Linked DNA regions of Rattus norvegicus: region 1 is linked to region 2. The links are chromatin contacts, called in public Hi-C maps. All regions are on one chromosome and are shown on one strand. Each heading gives the region's core, a stretch centred on a gene start, on an enhancer-like site or on the middle of the called end of the contact. The rest is flanking DNA. Distances are from core to core; before and after follow the strand shown.

Region 1 (5,659 bases), core at 3,116-5,615, 600 kb after region 2:
CAGAAAGTAGGTTGGACAAAGCAGTATTGTTCTGCCTGCAGTGGTGAAGTCCAAACTCATTGTTCTGGTAGTCTTGGCAGAACCATCCTGGTAAAAGCAAGGCTATTCTGCCGAGAGATATTTGGGCCCCTCCCTTCGGCTAGCAGACTACCGAACAATGGTCTCCAAGAAATTGGAATTTCCCCAGGAATCTCTTGCTGGGAAACGGAGAAGGCTGAAGCCCTGAAGCTGCTGGTGCCAGCCAAAGGAGAGACTTGTTTCCCAGGAAGAGAGGTCACATCATTCTGACCTGTCCGATGACCTCAACGGAGAGATCGGGAGCCTAGACAACGATGGGTCAGTGATGACTGGGGCTACATCTAAACGCAATCCGTACTAAACCTCATGTCCGTACTCCGAACTTGGGGTGCTACTGAGCTTCTTTATCTTCCCCATGTGGCCCCAAGGCATAAATCTCCTCTCTCTGCTTATCAGTAGTGTTTGTTTCACTGTTCATTGTTCGTGAACAAATGGCCAAGCCAAGCTCTTAGGGGATCAGGGTCCAGGTTCTGGCCCTAAGAACTCTGGTGACATTGACTCTTGTATCCAATGCCTATTCACTTTCGAGGCTCACCCAGTACCATCTCCCTGTGAGTTTCAGTCACTTACACTCATACCAAGTCTACAGGCTCCATCCTTGGGTTCCTGCTCTTCCACCACCCTGGGTGTTCACATCTGTTATTTTCTTGGCGAAAGATCTCACATCTACTTTCAGAAACTCATACTTCAGGTCAGTCACCAGGAAAGCCACTCCTGCCCGTGTCAGCCCTCAGGAACTCCTCCAGTTCCCTAAGTGCTAGCTACGATGCTCCCCAGCATGTACCTCTCGTTTGACACGGACTGGATGCAACTTTGGATGTCTGAGCACCCCCTCATTTACAGGCTATTGAGTTAGGACATGGATAACCAGAGCCAGCCAACAGGCTTGTTTCTAGAAATGCAGGGTACGGCATTCCAGGCATAGATATGCCAGGCATGACATCACAGGGCTGGGAAGGTGTTAATGTCCTCACCGAGAGCAGAGGAGGTCAGCCAACACTGGAGGATAAGAAAGGGGTAACACTGAGTGAGGGGTCTGGGTGAAAATGGATGGCTGAAGCTCTGGCTATGGTTTAGGTGGGAGGGCTGGTATCTTTTTGAGATGGGGAGACCATGTTGAACCTTAAAAATATGCTCACAATGCTTTCAGAAAGCCAGAGGGCGAGCTGGGGAGATGTCTGATGCTTTTCTGACTATTCATGGAAATTAAACAAAACCGGAAAGGGTCTTAAGCAATTTCTACCAACTTAAATATACATATTTAAGTTATGAATCTCTAAGATAGGAATATAGAGGCCAGCCTTATCAATTTTGGGCAGATAATTGTGTGCAAAAGCCTCTCGTTGGATGCCCTTTGGAACATGTTTAATAAATGCTATTTACATTTGTTCTCATCCATGTTTACTTGTGTGTTAAAAAATAGGGAAACATTGGAGAATTTTAGAAATGTACATTTATTTTGCCAAACTTTACTGTGTTAAAAGCTAGCATTTTTTGGCAAATTTTGAACAAAAGAATGAGACCAGCCCAGATTAGGCGTAGCCAAGATAACCAAAGAATTCTTTGAGGTATGTATGCATTATAAAATTGGAATCCCACCACGTGACTTTTTCAAATTGCTTTCCTTTTTTAAAAAAAATTTCCTTATCTTCCAGAAATTAAAGCACTGAATGGATATTGAAGAATAAACAAATTCTTACTTATTTTCTTCTGCATTGTTCAGATTTTCAATTATAAGAAAAGCCCCACTTCCGCATTGGGGCTTCCCTCAAGAGTTCTTTTGGTTTGTTTTAGGGATAGTTCATTTTGGAAAGTTTGTTTCTCTTTGCCTTAACTCTCTTCTACACTGCAAAGTGACAAGACCCCGCCCACTTCTGTTGTCACCGAAATGGTGACTGAAGTCAGATACACACATTTGAAACCGGGGTATTTTAACATACAAAGTGATCCATGTAAAATAATGCCATTCAACACGAAGCAAAAATTCTCTCAGGGTTGTCTGCCAATCTATTATCTCTACTCCCACCCCCTACAACAGGAGAGGTGACATAATGTCTTTATCTGGGGACACCATTGTAAGCTAAACTTCAGCCTAACCTTTTAATGGTTTCTTCATGACAGTCTCTGACACCGCAAATGAATCCCGTTGTCACAACTGATACGCTGTCGCCTGATCCTGACAGAAGCTGATGAGCATGCTACTCAGTTTTTCCACCACAGCCATGGGGCAGCTACTGACATTCCTCAGGCCCTGTCCCGCAGACATCTAACACAGCATCCCACTACTAGGACAGTCCAAGGACCCTCTAGTTCTTTCATCTGCGCGGAACTCAAAATAACCAGGAAGACTGGTTCTGACTTAGGGATTTTCCTTTTCTGAAACAGCTAACTGGCGCTCCGGATTATATCAGTGAAGAATCAAGAGCCTGGAATCCACACGAGCTTTATTTAGGAAGGAAAACAGTCTGGTTAGTTTAGGCCTTGATTAAAACAATGTAGGGATACTTTACCAGTCCTTGGACACTGATATATAACCATTATGATAAAGGAACTGGGTAACTGCCTCACTCCCAACACAAACAAACAATTCCACCTGAACCTCAGGCAGGCCTTTCCGCTAAAGCGTTAGGAGGAAGGTTTATGGTGTGTAGAGGAGCTGGGCTCAGGCTACCTAGGAAATAATCCGTGTCCAAAGAACCCACAGGCCTCCAAGGCTTACCAGAGTCCAGACAAGGACTGCTGTAGTCACTGTAGGGCGGCTCTCAGAACAGACTTTGTTTAATCAGCTGCCCGAGTCCCATGAAAGACCTTTGTTTAACAAGTAAGTAAATGTATTCTGGACAGAAAAGCAGAAGCAAAACACACATTGAGGTTTTTCCCCGTGGAAGAATGCTTTCCCAGTGTGCACCAAGCCCTGCATTGCAACCCAAACAGGAGCAACATGTCCCCTAAACGAACAACAAAAGTACTTTCCAAGTAAGATCAGACGGGGAAAATAAAATAAAGTGTGTTAAAGAGGGTTGAAGGAAATTTTGGGAAACAATGTAATTACTACTCTGCCCATAATAGCAACTTTTATATTTTCTCTAGGCACACGTATACACAGGGGTGAGGTGGGGGAACTTAATGATTTAGATTTGAATTTCTCCTGCCTTCTCATTGACCTTGAAAAACGAAGTAGCTCAGGTTACACAACCTTGAACTAAGCAGAGACTAAAGCTTCACAGTGCTAGTGTTGAGCATACAGTTGGGGCTACAGCTTGAGTTTAGGTTGGTGTTGGGTTCACAGTGACAGATCCGTCCCAGCCTAGGGAAGTAAGAGAACACACCTGTTCAGATGGTGTTACATGAACAGCTTCAGCTCGAACTCTGAGAAGAGAAGGGAAGTTCATCTACACTGGAGAAGTAGACCAACAGACACATTAGAGTTAAAATGGAGTCTCACATACATGGAGGTCAGACCAGAAAGAGAACCAGGTTTCTCCTTCAGGAAAAATCCCACCCATTTCTGTAAGGTGTCCTAATACTTTTTTGTATCACTGTTTAGAGTCACCCCATGGCACCAGTGTCAACATAAAGGGACAAGGAAGGAACGGCAGGCTTATGAGAACTCTCAGGTCCTCTTCTCGAGGTGTCCTGACCACAGCTGGAAGCAACTCCCGTGTTTATCTGCAGTCCCTACAGAGCCCAGAGCACACTGTGTAATGCGCTGTGTGCCTTTCAAGTCGGAAGCTCTGTACATAAAAGCACTTACCCTTCGGGGGTCCCAGCTATAGTTATTTCTGTACAACCATCAACAAAGCCATTAGCCACAGGATCTGAGGTGGCTGCTGACCTGGTACGGCGGACAGGCACGGCATGCTTGTCCTTCAGGGGACCTCACTGAAGTCACTGCTGTGGCTTCCTCAGCTTGGACATATTTGGTCTAGGGAATGCAAGGAATTTGCTGGCTGAGCAACTTCACCCATTCTGCTTTGTAAGGCTCCTCTCCATAACTGTTTCTAAAAAAAGAAGAAAAATCCCCCAGCAGGCTCTGTGGCAGAAGTAGCACCCTGGTCAAGGGGACAGTTTAAATGTGAAAGAAATTTCTCAAAACTGCACCACACTTACTCCAGAACCAGAATCTGGTCCTTGCTTCGCCTAATTATCACTCCCTAGAATTACTGCCTACCTGTCCTGAAGACAAATGGCTAATGGGAGTTCTTCCTGGTTTACTGATGTTTAAACTGAGAGTCCCAGAAGCTGAACATGGCCATGTTGAAGCACTGGGTGGCAGACCAGGACTTGGCAGGCAATTGTCATGGTGCTGTAAGGTTGTGTAATATTGGTGGTGTATTCTTCTCCCAGATACTGTGTAACCGTCACTACCTTCCTACTATATTCAATTTGATAAAATATCCTTAGGCATTAAGTCTGGATTTAAGAAAAATACATAAATCAAGGTCAGGCTAATGACATAGTTAAAAAAAAAGTAGTATTATTACAATTAGTGTGATATTTTTTATTTGTAAATAACCCCCAACACTGTATCTTAAACCTTCTTCAGAAAGTAAAAATTGGGTTAGTGTCATGTAGAAACCATGCTTTCCCTCATTTAATTTACTCACTTATGAGTTCAAACAAACAAACAAACAAACAAACAAAAATTAGCCGCATCTTAAGGGAATAAGCCCAAACTAAATTAATTTGGGTGCCTAAGTGGAAAAAGGTGGAACACTTTTGCCATCTAGTGACAGAATGTGGCCTGGCAACTAAACCAGCCAACACAATTCCTTTCTACAAACTCTCCTCAGGACTATGAGCCCAGAAATGGCTCTGGTGACAAATTAATGGTGGTGGTGGTGGTGATGATGGTGATGGTGGTGGTGGTGGTGATGGTGATGATGGTGGTGGTGGTGGTGATGGTGATGATGGTGGTGGTGGTGGTGATGGTGATGATGGTGGTGGTGGTGGTGGTGATGGTGATGATGGTGGTGGTGGTGATGGTGATGATGATGGTGATGATGATGATGGTGATGGTGGTGGTGATGATGATGGTGATGGTGGTGGTGGTGGTGATGGTGGTGGTGGTGGTGGTGATGATGATGATTTCAGTGCAAGGAGACAGTCTCAAGAGGTTTAGATGCTTCTCAAGTGTTTCTGGAGGTAGACCCAATTTTTCTTTGAAAGATGCACCATGGGTCTTGTTGAGTTCCTTCATTTTGCCTAAAACCACAGTCATCATTTTATGAATTAACCAGGGTTGGAAGTGCACACACAATCAGTAAGCCTGAGGTGTTTTCTCCTGTCTGAACAGGACTTGTTCTTCACAAGGCTTGGAATCGGACTCGTAACTTTTTTCTTGGTTCTCTGTCTCTGATCTTGTCTGAAATCTAGGGTCTTCTCACAATGCTCAGCAGATATAAAATATGTAAAGATACTTACCCTGCTTCAAAAACTTCAAAATATTACTTTGAGCCCAAGAAATTACAAAGTAATAAGCTTCGTGTGCATTTGTGGAAGATGTACTTTGTCTCATGTTTCTGTTTCATTTGATTGGGTTCATGGTCTGTGTGGAAAGGTATTTACTTAGGAAATTTGG
Region 2 (5,198 bases), core at 2,313-4,812:
AAATCGATGATTAATATGGGAAAGCTCAGGCTACTATGAACCATGCCACCCCCATGCCCCAGACAGGTGGTCCTAAGTTGTATAGGGAAGCAATTTGACAAACGCATGGGGCGGGGGAACAATCCAGTAAGCAAGCAGCTCCCCCAACCCCCAATGAAGTTGCTTCAGTTTCTACTTCCAAGTCCCTGCCTCGAGTTCCCACACTGACTTCTTGCTCTCGTGGATTATAAACTGTACTGTGAAAAAGGGAAACCCTTTTTTCCTTAAATGGTTTCGTGGTGTTTTATTATGTCCGAAGAAAAACAAGTAAGGACGGCAGCGCAGCTCAGCTCTGGGTACCCTCTGTGCCTGAGTCCATTGCTAATGCTGGCCACGGCAGTACACGAGGTAGATGGGCTCAGGCGGAGGCACAGCAGAGACTCTATCATCCTGGGGGAAATGTCTCCTCCACTTGGTTGTCCTAGATAGGCACACCATTTTGCACTTTATTGACCTTGAACTGATACTATCTCTTAGGGACCATGGATGAAATAGTATCTCCTAGGTTCTAGGAGGCAGATCCATGTCACCTCCCCCTAGGATGCACCCCTCCCTCTTGCTTTAGCGTTGTACATCTTTGCTTTTTAAAACCTGGCTAAACGCTGCTGCTCCCGGGGACCAGGTTAAATAGCATTCTTCCCTCCAAATCCTGACTCCCTGGAGAGTGAGATGCTTCTCGACTCACCAAGCTTGCCTCTCTCCTGGAATTCATTTAATCGATCAATTACATGTTAGGGATTACAGACACCCTTCAACTTGTAGGTTATGCCCCAATATGTCCAGCACAAATCAAATATACGTTTAATACACTCAGCCTGTGGACGTGCCAGCTGAGCTTTGCAGAACAGCGGAGTGTATTGTTTCTCTGAGTTCACTGCCTCTGCCTAGCATCACAAGAGAACACTCAGGTAAATATCCTTAGCTCAGGCTCAGAATATCAGGTCGGTTCCTACTGAACAGTGCGCACCACTTTCATACCATTATAAAGCCCCAAAATATTAAAAAAAAAAAAAACCAACTGAACCATTCTAAATTGGAAGGCCGTGGGTATTCATGAAGTAGTGGCTAACGTGAGGTGACAAAGTATAGTAGCTCACAAGGTGGCCGTAAGTTCTGCCTCTTGGAGCTAATGATACGTCAGAGAGGTGGACATGGAAAAAGTCACTGTTCACACAGGAATGTTTGGTTTTAGTTATAGAAGAGATCATAGGTACTGTGAGAAGCTATTTCAAACATGAATAAGAGAACCACTTTCTCGCTGTTTCATGATCTCCTAGTTACTTAGAGCACTCTACTTGAACTCTAAATGTCATTCTTCTCTCTAAGTCACAGTCCAGAGCTCAGCGTAGTCATGTAGCTACAGATGTTTCTCAGTGACACAGCAGATCTGGGAATTCCCCAGTTCACATTTATTATCGGTTTCTGATTAGATACTAAGCTCAGGAGCCCGTTTGTAGAAAATCTTGTGTATATGGGAGCATTTACTTTGAGAATAGCATACCCTTTCCACTCTAACCCTAGAGGTTGATCACACTTCCTAGGCTCCAAGCGCACTTCCCTGTAGACTGAGCTCCAGCACCTTCTCCACCTGAAGCACACTCATACCTTGCTCTCCAAGAAGCAGCACTTTTAGCCTCCACTCAAATGCCTACCACAAGACATGCAGTCTACAGAAAGATTACCAGACAGTTCAGAAGAATTAAGATGAGCCCTTAAGATAGTCCAGGATCCAGCCTTGCTGTGTGAACTCAGTACCCCACAAATATTTATACTGCCATTGTGTAACAAGGCCTATATACGCCACAGAAATTCATTCACATAACTCAAATACTACCAAGAACAAATTTGGGGAGCTTTAATTTTTATTTGGCGGTCTCAATTTCAATTGACAAATTGTAACTGCACAGGGCACAGAGTATGGAATGATGTTCTGATAAATATATAAATTAATACATTGTAAAAAGGAGACCATGTGAAATATTGAAGAAGCTAGTGGACAAACCTTTTGCCTCACTTATCTTTTTACTTAGTTATTGATAGACGTGAAACAAATCACTTTCAGTGACTTTCAGTGACAGGAAAAAAAATTTAGAGGACTTTTGACCAGCCTGATGATCTAAGCTATTAATAAGTTATTACCTATTTTAGAATGATTAGATTTTAAGCATTCTCATCAAATAAATAGATAAATAAATAGATAAATAAATAAATAGATAAATAAATAAATAGCCAAAGGAAAACAGTGATCCTGAAGGCAAATTTAGTTTGGCCTTGTTTAGGGGAGAGAAAATGACATCAAGAGGTTCAGGAGTCTTGAGTTAAAGACATTAATAATGAAGCTGTTAATTTTTTGTTAATTTCCTGATTCCCCCATCACTTTTCTCATCTAGAGTTTTCAAACCTTTGGTCATTGTATTGTCTGCCTATTCTGTGTCCCTGATGCTCCTATCTCTGGGTCCAGATTTCACTGTGTACATGTGCGTGTACATGTATGTTTGTGTATGAGACGTGTGCGTGTGCATTTGAGTGTGTGTGTGTGTGTGTGTGTGTGTGTGTGTGTGTGTTGAGGAGTCACATCACAGAAGAAAATGGGTGCAATGAAATTAATTTGATAATCAATGAAAATTTTGAACAGTGGAAGGAGCAAACAGAAGGAGATAAGGAATTGTGTTTTCTGTCTCCACCATTACTGTAAGGATATTGTATTGTTACTGTGTTAGATGAAAACCATCGCTTTGGCTATCATGAAACTCATGGACCCACACACAGAACAGAATGAAACATGAACAAATAATGGCACAAGCATTGACTCTTCCAACACCAGATTTTGATGAGGACATCGGAGGGCCCATGGAGAAAGGTCGTCTGTCATTCTGTCTTGAGGTAGAGACCACTCAAAATAACAAGCAGTTTCAGAGAACATGCCCTGTGGAGGCACAAGCACAGAGAGCAAATGGTAGGAGACTCATGGAGGCAGCCCATGGTGAGAGGAGGTGAGGGCAATGACAGCAAAAATGGAGATGCTTGCCCTTACTTGTTCTGGGAAGAAAAACCACCCAGATAAAGGGAGACTCTCCAATAATTGTGCAACTTCAGAAAACATACTTAAGCATCTACATTATGCAGGCCATGTATTTATAGAACCGTGAATGCATAAACAATTCATAAGAAAGATGTCATCTATTTATCTACCTATCATCTATCTGTCTATTATTTACTTAATGGTTTGTTTGTTTGAGACAGGGGTTTCTCTGTGTAACCCTAGCTGTTCCCAGAACTCACTCTGTAGATCAGGCTGGTCTCAAATTCACGGACATTCACCTACCTCTGCCTTTTCAGTGCTGGGATTAAAGGTATGTACCACCACCACCCCCAGCCTGTCATTCGTTTAAACAGCTGTAACATTGACTTTACTTCCTCATGAAATGCCTCAAACTCTATTCTTTAACACTACTCAGCCCAAATCCCTGTACTCAGCCACATTACTAAGTGCTGACGTCACCCTAGGCACTGTGCTGTACATTGCTGCTCACTGACTAATGAAGCTGGACATGGGGCCATGCTTCTTGGATCTAACAGTAGAGTAGGCATGACAGAGTCTATCAAGGACTCATCTGGGCTGCCTCCTTGATTGAGAGTATGTCAGCATCTCAGAGTACTGGGTGTCAGAGTTCAAAGTTCAGAAGAGACTCTAGGAAAATCCTCCCCAAGTGGTGTTTTCTTGAGAAGCAGTTTTGGCTCTGGGTCATTTTTTGCACAGGTCTCACAGCTATCCTACATAATGACAAAGGTGTGGCTGCCCTGGCAACCATCATATTCCTCCTCCACAGAAGGAAGGAACCAGAAGAAACCTCTCCTTGGAAGTCAGGAAAAGAGTAAGGTTTTCCTAGAAATCTTCATATCCCTTTGCCTAGACTAGGATTCCACTCCCATGCCGAACTACAGAACACACTAGGAAGGTTTCAGATCCTACAGCAGGAAGCTGCCAAAAAAAAAAAAAAAAAAAACAAAACAAAACAAAACAAAACCAGAGGAGGGCGTGGCTTCCCACAGGCAACCCAGTGAATGCCAAGGCTGGGTTTTATTGCATCAATAAACTCTCCTCACACATGTCACCCACACAACCGTTACAGATGAGTAAGAACAAGACCACTGTGAGCCTAGACATGCCTGGCCAGAAACCCCTGGAAGCTACGTCAGGTCAGAGGAGGGCAGCTAAAATGAATGCACACTGGTGGTAATTGATCCTCGCGCTTGTGCGCCACTGTGCTCCTCAGAAACTGCTTGGTAAAATGCACCCATAAGTGTATTCACAGCGGGATGAAAACCTCCTGAAGGGTGTTCACAGTACCAAGCCCCTCACCACTAGAGGTCGACCCAGGTAGGTAATACCTCCCTCATCCCCCCTTCCCCTCCTCCTCTCTGTGTTCCTCCCTCTCCCTCTTCCTCCTTATCCTTCTCCTTCTCCTGCCTGCCCTAAGATACACTCTCCCCCTCCATTCTGGATAGATGCTTGGCCATCTGCAGATATATAGGTACGCATGTCATGTCCCTTCCCCTTTCAGCATGACGGAGTGCCAGTTTAAGAGGATTCAACTCGACAATCCTTTGCAGTTTATGTTATCACGGGCAAACCATTTCTTTCTTCAAGCTACAAATGGCCCCTGAGTCAGCTTCTTTAGCTTGCTTCTGTTAGTGTCTCATTTTAGAATGACTAACTAGTATTTTCTAGTTACCGATGTTCACACAGACACAGGCAGACCACCAAACCTATATAGAGTTAGAGGTATATATGGAAGTATATATAATATACATAGAAATAGAGGTATATATAACATTAAAGGATATTATATATATATATATATATATATATATATATATATATATATCCTTGGAAATAGGCCAACAACCTTGCTAGACTGCAGAGCAACAAGTCTGGGTGGCTGCCCACTCCGATGGATTGAGCTGCCTCTTTTTTTCTTATCACATGTTCCCTAAGCATCATCAACTCCCTCCATCAAATCCAGAAGGAGCCTGGCAGCTCTCCATCCCCGAAGGCAGGTTTTATAACCGTCTCTGGGTGCGACATTATGATTCCGTGACTCCACAGAAAAAGGGGCTTGCTGTCACAACAGAGTGAACTCTATCACATGGTTGTG

The links. A called contact is a pair of places that touch in the nucleus more often than the background predicts.
Region 1: a Hi-C map of the A7r5 cell line shows a contact between it and region 2, with 5 times the contacts expected there. The contact joins two enhancer-like sites. A contact is called at or near these places in 6 of 12 Hi-C or Micro-C datasets (the A7r5 cell line, the Rat2 cell line, Schwann cells and 3 more).

The regions. Positions count from the first base shown.
Region 1 is chr17:23,330,281-23,335,939 of GRCr8, forward strand. No RefSeq gene overlaps it. Among named protein-coding and RNA genes, the nearest start is that of Tmem170b, 42 kb to the right of the region's middle. Within about 2 kb of position 4,366, at least 30 of the 93 cell types and tissues checked have an H3K27ac peak or open chromatin away from gene starts, as enhancers often do. A contact at or near this core is called in the A7r5 cell line, where this site is marked.
Region 2 is chr17:22,730,994-22,736,191 of GRCr8, forward strand. No RefSeq gene overlaps it. Among named protein-coding and RNA genes, the nearest start is that of Edn1, 67 kb to the left of the region's middle. Within about 2 kb of position 3,563, at least 6 of the 93 cell types and tissues checked have an H3K27ac peak or open chromatin away from gene starts, as enhancers often do. A contact at or near this core is called in the A7r5 cell line, where this site is marked.